Regions from separate parts of the Mus musculus genome. Here region 2 is linked to region 1. Evidence: chromatin contacts called from public HiChIP or PLAC-seq data. All regions are on one chromosome and are shown on one strand. Each heading gives the region's core, a stretch centred on a gene start, on an enhancer-like site or on the middle of the called end of the contact. The rest is flanking DNA. Distances are from core to core; before and after follow the strand shown.

Region 1 (4,106 bases), core at 1,465-3,964:
TCAGGCAGCCGGCCCTCGCGCGCCCCTCATGGTTCCCCTGCGCCCCCCCACCCGGCCTGAGGCTGCTGCGTCAGAGCCGCCTGCGTCAATGCTGCCTGGTGACACACATAGCTTTTTTTTTCTGCTGTTCCTTTTTCTCAATGAGAAGAGCCTAATGGGATTTTTATTATCAGACTCATAAATCAAACTGTTAGGCCGTCATGCCCGGCACGTGGACAACACCCCCGCCTCCATCCACCCACCACCACCCCCGCAGTGCAGGGAAGGAGGAGGGAACCAGGAGCACCTTTCTCCACAGGGGAAAAAACAAAAACAAAAAACAAACAAAAGCAAACTTTAAATTTTTATCTTTATTTTTTATATGTCTTTATATAGATATCTTTATATTTTGAGGATTGCAACTGTGCACAGAGCATGCTCTTGATGCTGCGGTTAATGCAAGCAAGAGCGTGCAGAGCCAATTTCTCCTGCGTAGTGGAGATGGTTTTGCAGGGTGGCTGGATGTGCAGGTGTTCTATTACAAGAAGAGTGGGAAATGGGGTTTTCAGGCTAGTGGGGGTCTGGAGGTCAGGCAGAACTGTTGACCTTAGACCCTGCCGTAGCACAAATGAATTGCAAGCAGTGCTGGTGGCTGGTAGTGACACAGACTGTAAGCATCTCCTACCCTGATGCCCCGTTGTCACACAGAACAAAACTCAGCTATGCATGAGAATCAGGGAGCTGTGCATCCACTGGGAAAGCAATCTAGAAAGAGCTGTGGGGATCCTGAATGGCTTACACTGGGATGTGGGCATACATGCAGGTCTCTAATAACATACACATGTTTGCTCTAATGTCTCTAATCATGGCTGGCTATCAGCAAACGGAGGTGGCTCACCTTTGCTACCCTGGAAGGTTGGAGGTTCAGGCTTACAGCGCCTTCCCTATGTCTCCAACCAGAGTGAGAGCCCAGCAGATGGACCCAGGGGCTAAGCAGTGGAGAGAGCATGGGGGGTGGGGGTGGGGTCATTAGGGATGCAATAGAAGTAGAATTCACTGCATCCATGGGATGTAGTTATCCACACAGGCCAGTGCAAGGTTGGGTATCTGTGCTCCGTGAGCTCTGCCTAGGATGCCTGCTGCCTGACTGAGGAGTGTCCTGAAGCTAGCATGCCAGAAACTTCACATCACATAACCATGTCACTTACAATGGACAGGGGTGGGCAGAGTATGTGGCTGGGGGAAATTCTGTGTGCTACCCTCAGAACACTGGCCTCAGAATAAGGAGCTGCAAAGGGTTTGCTCTGACTCTTCCTAAGTCCAGAACAATTCTAACTTCCTTTCCTCAGTCCCCAAATGTACTCAAAGACCTTATATAACACCCAGCAGGGTCTGTTCTTTGGGCTTCCAGACCTTTCTCTTCTGGAGTCTTGGTTTTCTCTGGCTGTGTTAAAAACAGCTAAGGCTGGGGATGGATCCAGCAAACAGTACTGTGAGGTACCCCGGAACCACATACTGTGGCAGAAGCCATCGTTCTCAGCCCTCATCTTCTTCGCTCCACATCTTTACTGCAGAGTGAGCTGACTGCACGTCTTCATAAGTCCAGGATTACCAACTAAGGAAGGCAAGTTACTTGCAACCATAGCAGCTGCCCACAGCTCCCTCCCCCACATCCTCCAGCAAGGATGGAGATGTTTCCAGAGAGGGACTGGGGCAAGGCGACCAGTAAAAAGAAAGCTAATGACATCTTCACTCAACATCAGCAGGATGTGGCCCACAAAGGCTGCTGATGGCATATTTTATATTGAATGTGACACGTGGCAATTTGGGTGCACAATGAAGAAGAAATCAGCACGAGGTCTTAGCCTTAAGACAGTTTCGAAAATAACCTTCATCGGTCATGTCTCAGCCTATCTCCTGTCATAAGTAACAGATTATATGTAGTAAATATAACTGAGTTTCCTTAAACTGTTGATTGATGGACTTTGGTGGGTCAGGCAGCTATCAGTGGATAAAATAATTTTTTTTTACAGAAAATTAGGGAAGCTGGATTAGAAATCTATTAGGCCTTTTTTTTAAGCATTCAAAAATGGATATAATGGTGCATCTTGAAAATTTATCTGCAGATGGAGTTGTGGATGGATGTCAGTAGAGAGACAGGGGGAATCGGGAGCTGACTTGAGGAAGGAGTGGGTCAGGCAGGTCCTGATGGGAGGACTGAGTCCAGCCACTGACATTCACCAAGGACAAGACAGGGTGGGTGGCGCCTGTCTTCGCTTGGCCCCGCCCCTGTGCTCAAGAGCACTTGCGTCATTGCTGCAGCCTGGATCCTTGCCCAGAGCAGAGCGCCCCGGGTGTTGAAGACCAAGACAGGGAAGCATTAGCTTAGTGCAGAGTCGCCTGGCACTGGAGCCCAGCCGGGCAGAGGACCGAGGGAGCGCATCCAGGCTGCCCGTGCATGGAAAGCAGTGAGGCCATGAGACCAGTTAAATAACCCTCTGCCTTCCTTCTCCGGGAGCGCTGCTCACAAATGTACGGCACGAGGACTGAGAACCATAAAACACACTGTCTGTATTTTATTCTCGAATACACCTGTACCTTCCCTGTATTTAAGCACACACTAGCATCTTTGTTGGATTCAACTCCTCGGCATGTGTGGTGGGGGAAGGGCACCTAGCAGCCAGAGAATTTCTCCCCTTCAGGAAGTCTCTCAGCTCTGCTGACGCCAGCACCCTGCAGCTTCAATTCTGCTGCAACAAACCACCAGGGCTGCGTGTGTCCTGCCTCTTCCTTAGCTGAGCACATCTGTTTAAGAAAGGCCTCAGCCCTCTCTAAGGCACTAGCTAGATAGTCTTTTTTTTTTTTAATAATTATTATTTTTTTATTATTTTATTTTTATTTACATACACACACATACATACTTAGTTACTTTGCATTTTATGTTCCTTGGTGTTTTCCCTGCATGTATGTCTATGTGAGGCTGTCAGAAGCCCTAGAACTAGAGTTACAGACAGGTGTGGGCTGACATGTGGGTGCTGAGAATTGAACCTGGGTCTTCTGGAACACCAGTCAGTGCTCTTAACCCCTGAGTTTAAAGTAAGAGGGAACATGAAAGCATCTTGCAGTTTGTTATAGAAAACGCTTTGCCTTCGCCTGGAGTGACTATTCAACAATCTAAAGCACTTGCTACTCTTGCAAAGGACCTGGGTTGGGGTCTAAGCACCCAGATCGCAACCTTCCATAACTCCAAATTCAGGGGATCCAGTGTCCTCTCTGACCTCCAGGGACGCCAGACAGGTATGTGGAGCACAGACACACATGCAGGCAAAACACATAAACATAAAATAATTCCTTAAAATCTTTGAGGTCTGACTTTTACAAGATAGTAAGACTCCTCGCAATTTTGAGGAACTTATTGCTTAAATTTGAGTATGCCTGCTTTCTAACTTGCCTCATGCAAAAATAAGAGTTAAAAACAGTGCACAAAAATACCTGCAAGTGAACCTTGATTAATGTGGACATAGTCATTCCAGGATGGGAGGGAAGAGTGTGCCTCTGAAATGCTAACCAAGACTCCTGTCTGCCAGGAGTGTCTCTGCACCTGGAATCTTGTAGAAAAGATCACAGACCTTCTAGACACAACCACAGATCCTTTTGAGAACATGCCCTTGGGCCTTGGTTAGTATCCCATGACTGATGTTTCTGAATGTCTTAGGGCAGTAAACAAGTCCTGATACTCCCAAGGCAGTTTCTGGAGGTGACTGCGACATTGGAAGAAGTATCAGGCAAAAACTTGGCTTCTGTCTCAGAACACACTGGTACCTGGTGTGAAGGCATAATGGTGTGAACGCATATTAGGTCAGTCTTTTAAGGCCGTGTGTGGTGTAAATGTGAAATGTCCCCTTAGGCTTGTGGGCCCCTAGCAGTAGGGCTGTTTGAGAAGGCTGTGAAACCTTGAGTAGGGTGGAGCCTTGCTGGAGGAAGTGAGTCACTGAGGGTGGGCCTTGAGGTTTTATAGCCTACTTCCATTTCTCATTGGCGCACTGTCTGCTTCCAGAGTATGGATACAATAGGGAACAGTCATTCTGCCATCCACACCTTCCCAACAGTAATGGAAGATAGCCCCT
Region 2 (3,637 bases), core at 414-2,913, 360 kb before region 1:
CAGCCTCCTTAGCCTCCTCCATTCCAGTCCTTACTGCTGCTTGTCAGAACTCTGCTCACCATCTTCTCTCCTGAGGAAGGACCAGCGTCTCTCCGGGAGGTCAGAATCAACTCAACCGTCTAAATAGAGTAGAGTCATACTCTGAGTCCCCTCAGGCTATTTGTCTGGGTGCTGTTGAATGGAGAGATGCATCCTTCCAATGTGCGTGCCAGGTCTACAGCCGAAGCGCTCTCACAAGGAGCAGAACAGCAAGCGAGCAGAGGGGAAGTAAGCTACTCCAGAGGGACATGCAGAGCCCAGATAACTGAGTTGCCTTACCGCAAGGCTTCTGGTCCCAGGATCAAGGTTCCCTGTAGCCTAAGGAATTAGAACTAAGTTCCTTCAGTTGGCACCCACATAATTGACCAAGCCCGTGTACCCGTGTCCACCCTTCTGTCTCACAGGGCCTCTCACTCCAGGCCTTCAGATTCCCCCCCCCCCTTTATATTTCTCTCAGAAGTACACTCCTCTGCTGGAAAGGAGTATTTGAGGGGGCCTAAGACTCAATGGGAAGTTACCAGTGTCATGTTGTACCCGGCTGGGAAGACAGACATCGCACTCACTGAGACTTCTCCACACCCACGCTGCAAGCTCAAGTGACTGAGGACTCATCCGCGCCATCATGCATCAGCACTGGTCCCAGGGTGCTGTCACTGTCACGGGCTCCAACAGCGCTGAGTGGACTGTGGAGAGACTGCTGGTGTCGTGGTGGCCCACAGTGCCAGCTGTGGAGTTGGCGCTCCTACACCTGGCACTCCATGGAACTTCAAGAGAGACTAAGCTCCTAAGAGGCTTTACACCGCCTTGCCTGAGGCACCTCAGGAAGATGAAGCAACTTCAGGTGGCGCCACCAGAAACACTGGGCCTCTGCTTCTGGCTGTTCCCCTGCTTCTGGCTGCTCCCCTGCTTCTGGCTGCTCCCCTGCTTCCAGCTGCTCCCCTGCTTCCAGCTGCTCCCCTGCTTCCAGCTGCTCCCCTGCTTCCAGCTGCTCACTCTCTGCCATTACACAGGAATCTTCCAACTGCTGAGGAGACCAGAGCTGAAGCTTAGGTTACAGACAAAGGCCTTGGGGAAGCTTTCCCTGATGTCTGTGGCCTCTTCACTCTGTAGCCACACTTGCCTCCATTCCCTCAGGAAAGCCTGGACACGGGTGGGATACATGGTCTGGGCCAAAGCCCCTGCTAGCTAACCTGGACTGGTCTATGACATTCCTTTTTAGAAAGTTGACCCTACTGAACTATATTTTTTTCTTCATGCTATAAAATTTCAGACCATTTCTTCAATGGGAGGAAACCTTATACCTCCCATTCTTCACTTCCTGGAAAGAACCAGAAAGTATGCTGGAATTCGCAGATTGCCTTGTACCCGCTACAGCCGGATTCTCGGTAGAACAGGAACAAAGTATATCTTCACTAAAAGGGCACAAATCTATATGGGATTCTGGGTTTTTGCTTGTTGGTTTTTCAAGTATTAGTTCTTCACTGTTTGAGTGGGGGAGGGGAAACTTTGATGTGGAAATGCCTCTGTGCTCTGGCCCCGCCTCTTCTGCCAGTGTTCCTTCTTTTGTGGCTCTCAACTCTCCCTGACAACTGCACTGACATCAACTCTTTCCAGCCACATGAGTGTACCCTCTCAGGGCCCCAACACACGCTTCCTCCACTTCCACTACCGTTGCCTGGTGCAGAATATGGTGTGCTGCTGTTTCCAATAGGTTCACGTTCACTTCGGCACAACGTCCCAACCGCCTAAAAGTCGACACGTGTGTGCTGCGTTTATACTGGATGGTTGGAAAGATATGATCACGGCTCTTCTGTGTGTTCGCGGCAGGGTCGCAGAGGCGGATTGCACGCAGCCAGGAAACGCTGGGGAAGTGCTCCAGGGCCACAGGGAAGAGAAGCAAATGTATCAGAGGTGATGTGTCAAATAGAGGTCAGAGATGGCTCATACAGAGCAGGGGCACACTTGTAATGCACTAGCAGACAGGGTGGTAAGGAAGCGCCTGCACTCTCCCAGATTCAGAAGTAAGAGACAGTAACGTGCGAAGCAAGAGGCACACGGAGGATGCTACACGGGTGAGCCTGCTTCGGACTTTGGACTCTTTAATCTGACCACAACAGGAAACGGACTGATAATATGATCTCAAGGTGGCTATAAACAGATTAACATTTGAGAATGATCTTTCCTCCTGTGGAAAGAATTGATTGAGGCCAGGGATGCCAATCAAGAAACAAGCAGGAGGTGGAAAACTGATGTGTAGAGACAAGACTGAGGAGCAGTTAGACGCATGTGACAGAGGAGGAGGAGGAGGAGGAGGAGGAGGAGGAGGGGGAGGAGGGAGAGGAGGAAGGATTCCAGAGTCATTCATGACTCCTCTTAACTCAGATGTCTCACCAAACCATTGTAAAATCCTCTTTCCCAGAATTTTAAAGCCAACGGAACCTGGACACATTTAACTTCCCACATGGCAACACCTCCATTCAAGCTGCCATCTTATCTCTCACTGGACACGGAAGTAGACTCCTAACTGGCTAGTCTGTGTCACCTACAGTCTGGCCTCAAATCACCAAACCAAAGGTTCACTCATACAACCAAAGCTGGCTAACATCCCAACTATCTACATAAAGGTCAAAGTTCACAGAAACTTTATGTGACCCACCCTTCATGACCTCCCTGGCCTCTGACGCTGGGTGTCGCCTATGCCTGGCAGAATGACAATGGGTAATGTCACATAAACGAAGCAATACAGTATCTGACACTGCCATCTTCCAGCCTCCAGTGAACTGAATTGGGAAGAGCCTAGTGGGTCCCCTGAAGTATGTGCACTGCACTACTCTGTAACTCTCTAATACCGTCGTGCCTCATTTCCTCGTTATTATTTAACTTTCTTTTGGTTTCTCTTGCAGAAGGGAATTGATTGCAAGAAGAGAAATTTTGTTTGTCTGTTCACTGATGTATTCCAAACTACTAGAAGACCTGGTCTCTAATTGGTAGATAGTTTTTTATTTTTTCCTCCTTTGGCGCTAAGGGTTGAAGGAAGGATGGTAGAGCACGGGCTCACATCTCAAGCCCCCAAACACTGAACTCAACGAGTGTCTGAAGATACTGAACCTAACATCGGAGATCAGGAAAAAGAAACAGAGAGGGGTTGGATCAGAAACAAGTTCCATAAATAATGCCTGAGCTGAATCTTACATCAGGAAATTAAGCAGGTGGGTTTTTAATTTCTAGAGGAACCACTATGGGAGAAGGCGCAGGTGTGGGTACAGCACAGAACAGGTGTGGTACCACAAATAATTGTGAGTTTCTAGAGCTTGTATAAAAAGGCAGCCATGGGGCTGGTGTCATCAGCCATCCGAGAGACCCAGTTACAGTATGTGCACTGTGAATTCCAAGAGCACCTCACTCTCTTGATGACAGCTAATGTTTGAAGGGGGGGGGGGGGAGAATCCGTATAGGATAATGGGATGCATTTAAGAGATACCTTTTTAAAAGTCAGGAATATATGAGATGCTAAGAAAAACCAGGGCACAGGAATACTTAGGTATATTTTCCCAGGGCTAATTGACTGTCTGTCTGCTGGGCAGTAGTGTGTCCTGGG

The links. HiChIP or PLAC-seq counts read pairs in DNA pulled down with a chosen protein or histone mark.
Region 2: a contact with region 1 is called in an H3K4me3 HiChIP or PLAC-seq map of bone marrow-derived macrophages, with 4 times the contacts expected there. The contact joins two enhancer-like sites. A contact is called at or near these places in 1 of 115 datasets of contacts at active chromatin or transcription factors (bone marrow-derived macrophages) and 1 of 9 other capture datasets (embryonic stem cells).

The regions. Positions count from the first base shown.
Region 1 is chr17:8,504,444-8,508,549 of GRCm38.p6, reverse strand. No RefSeq gene overlaps it. Among named protein-coding and RNA genes, the nearest start is that of T, 72 kb to the right of the region's middle. Within about 2 kb of position 2,714, at least 236 of the 459 cell types and tissues checked have an H3K27ac peak or open chromatin away from gene starts, as enhancers often do. A contact at or near this core is called in bone marrow-derived macrophages, where this site is marked.
Region 2 is chr17:8,866,102-8,869,738 of GRCm38.p6, reverse strand. The region is part of intron 1 of Pde10a (phosphodiesterase 10A); the gene reads right to left. Among named protein-coding and RNA genes, the nearest start is that of Gm34321, 47 kb to the right of the region's middle. Within about 2 kb of position 1,663, at least 59 of the 459 cell types and tissues checked have an H3K27ac peak or open chromatin away from gene starts, as enhancers often do. A contact at or near this core is called in bone marrow-derived macrophages, where this site is marked.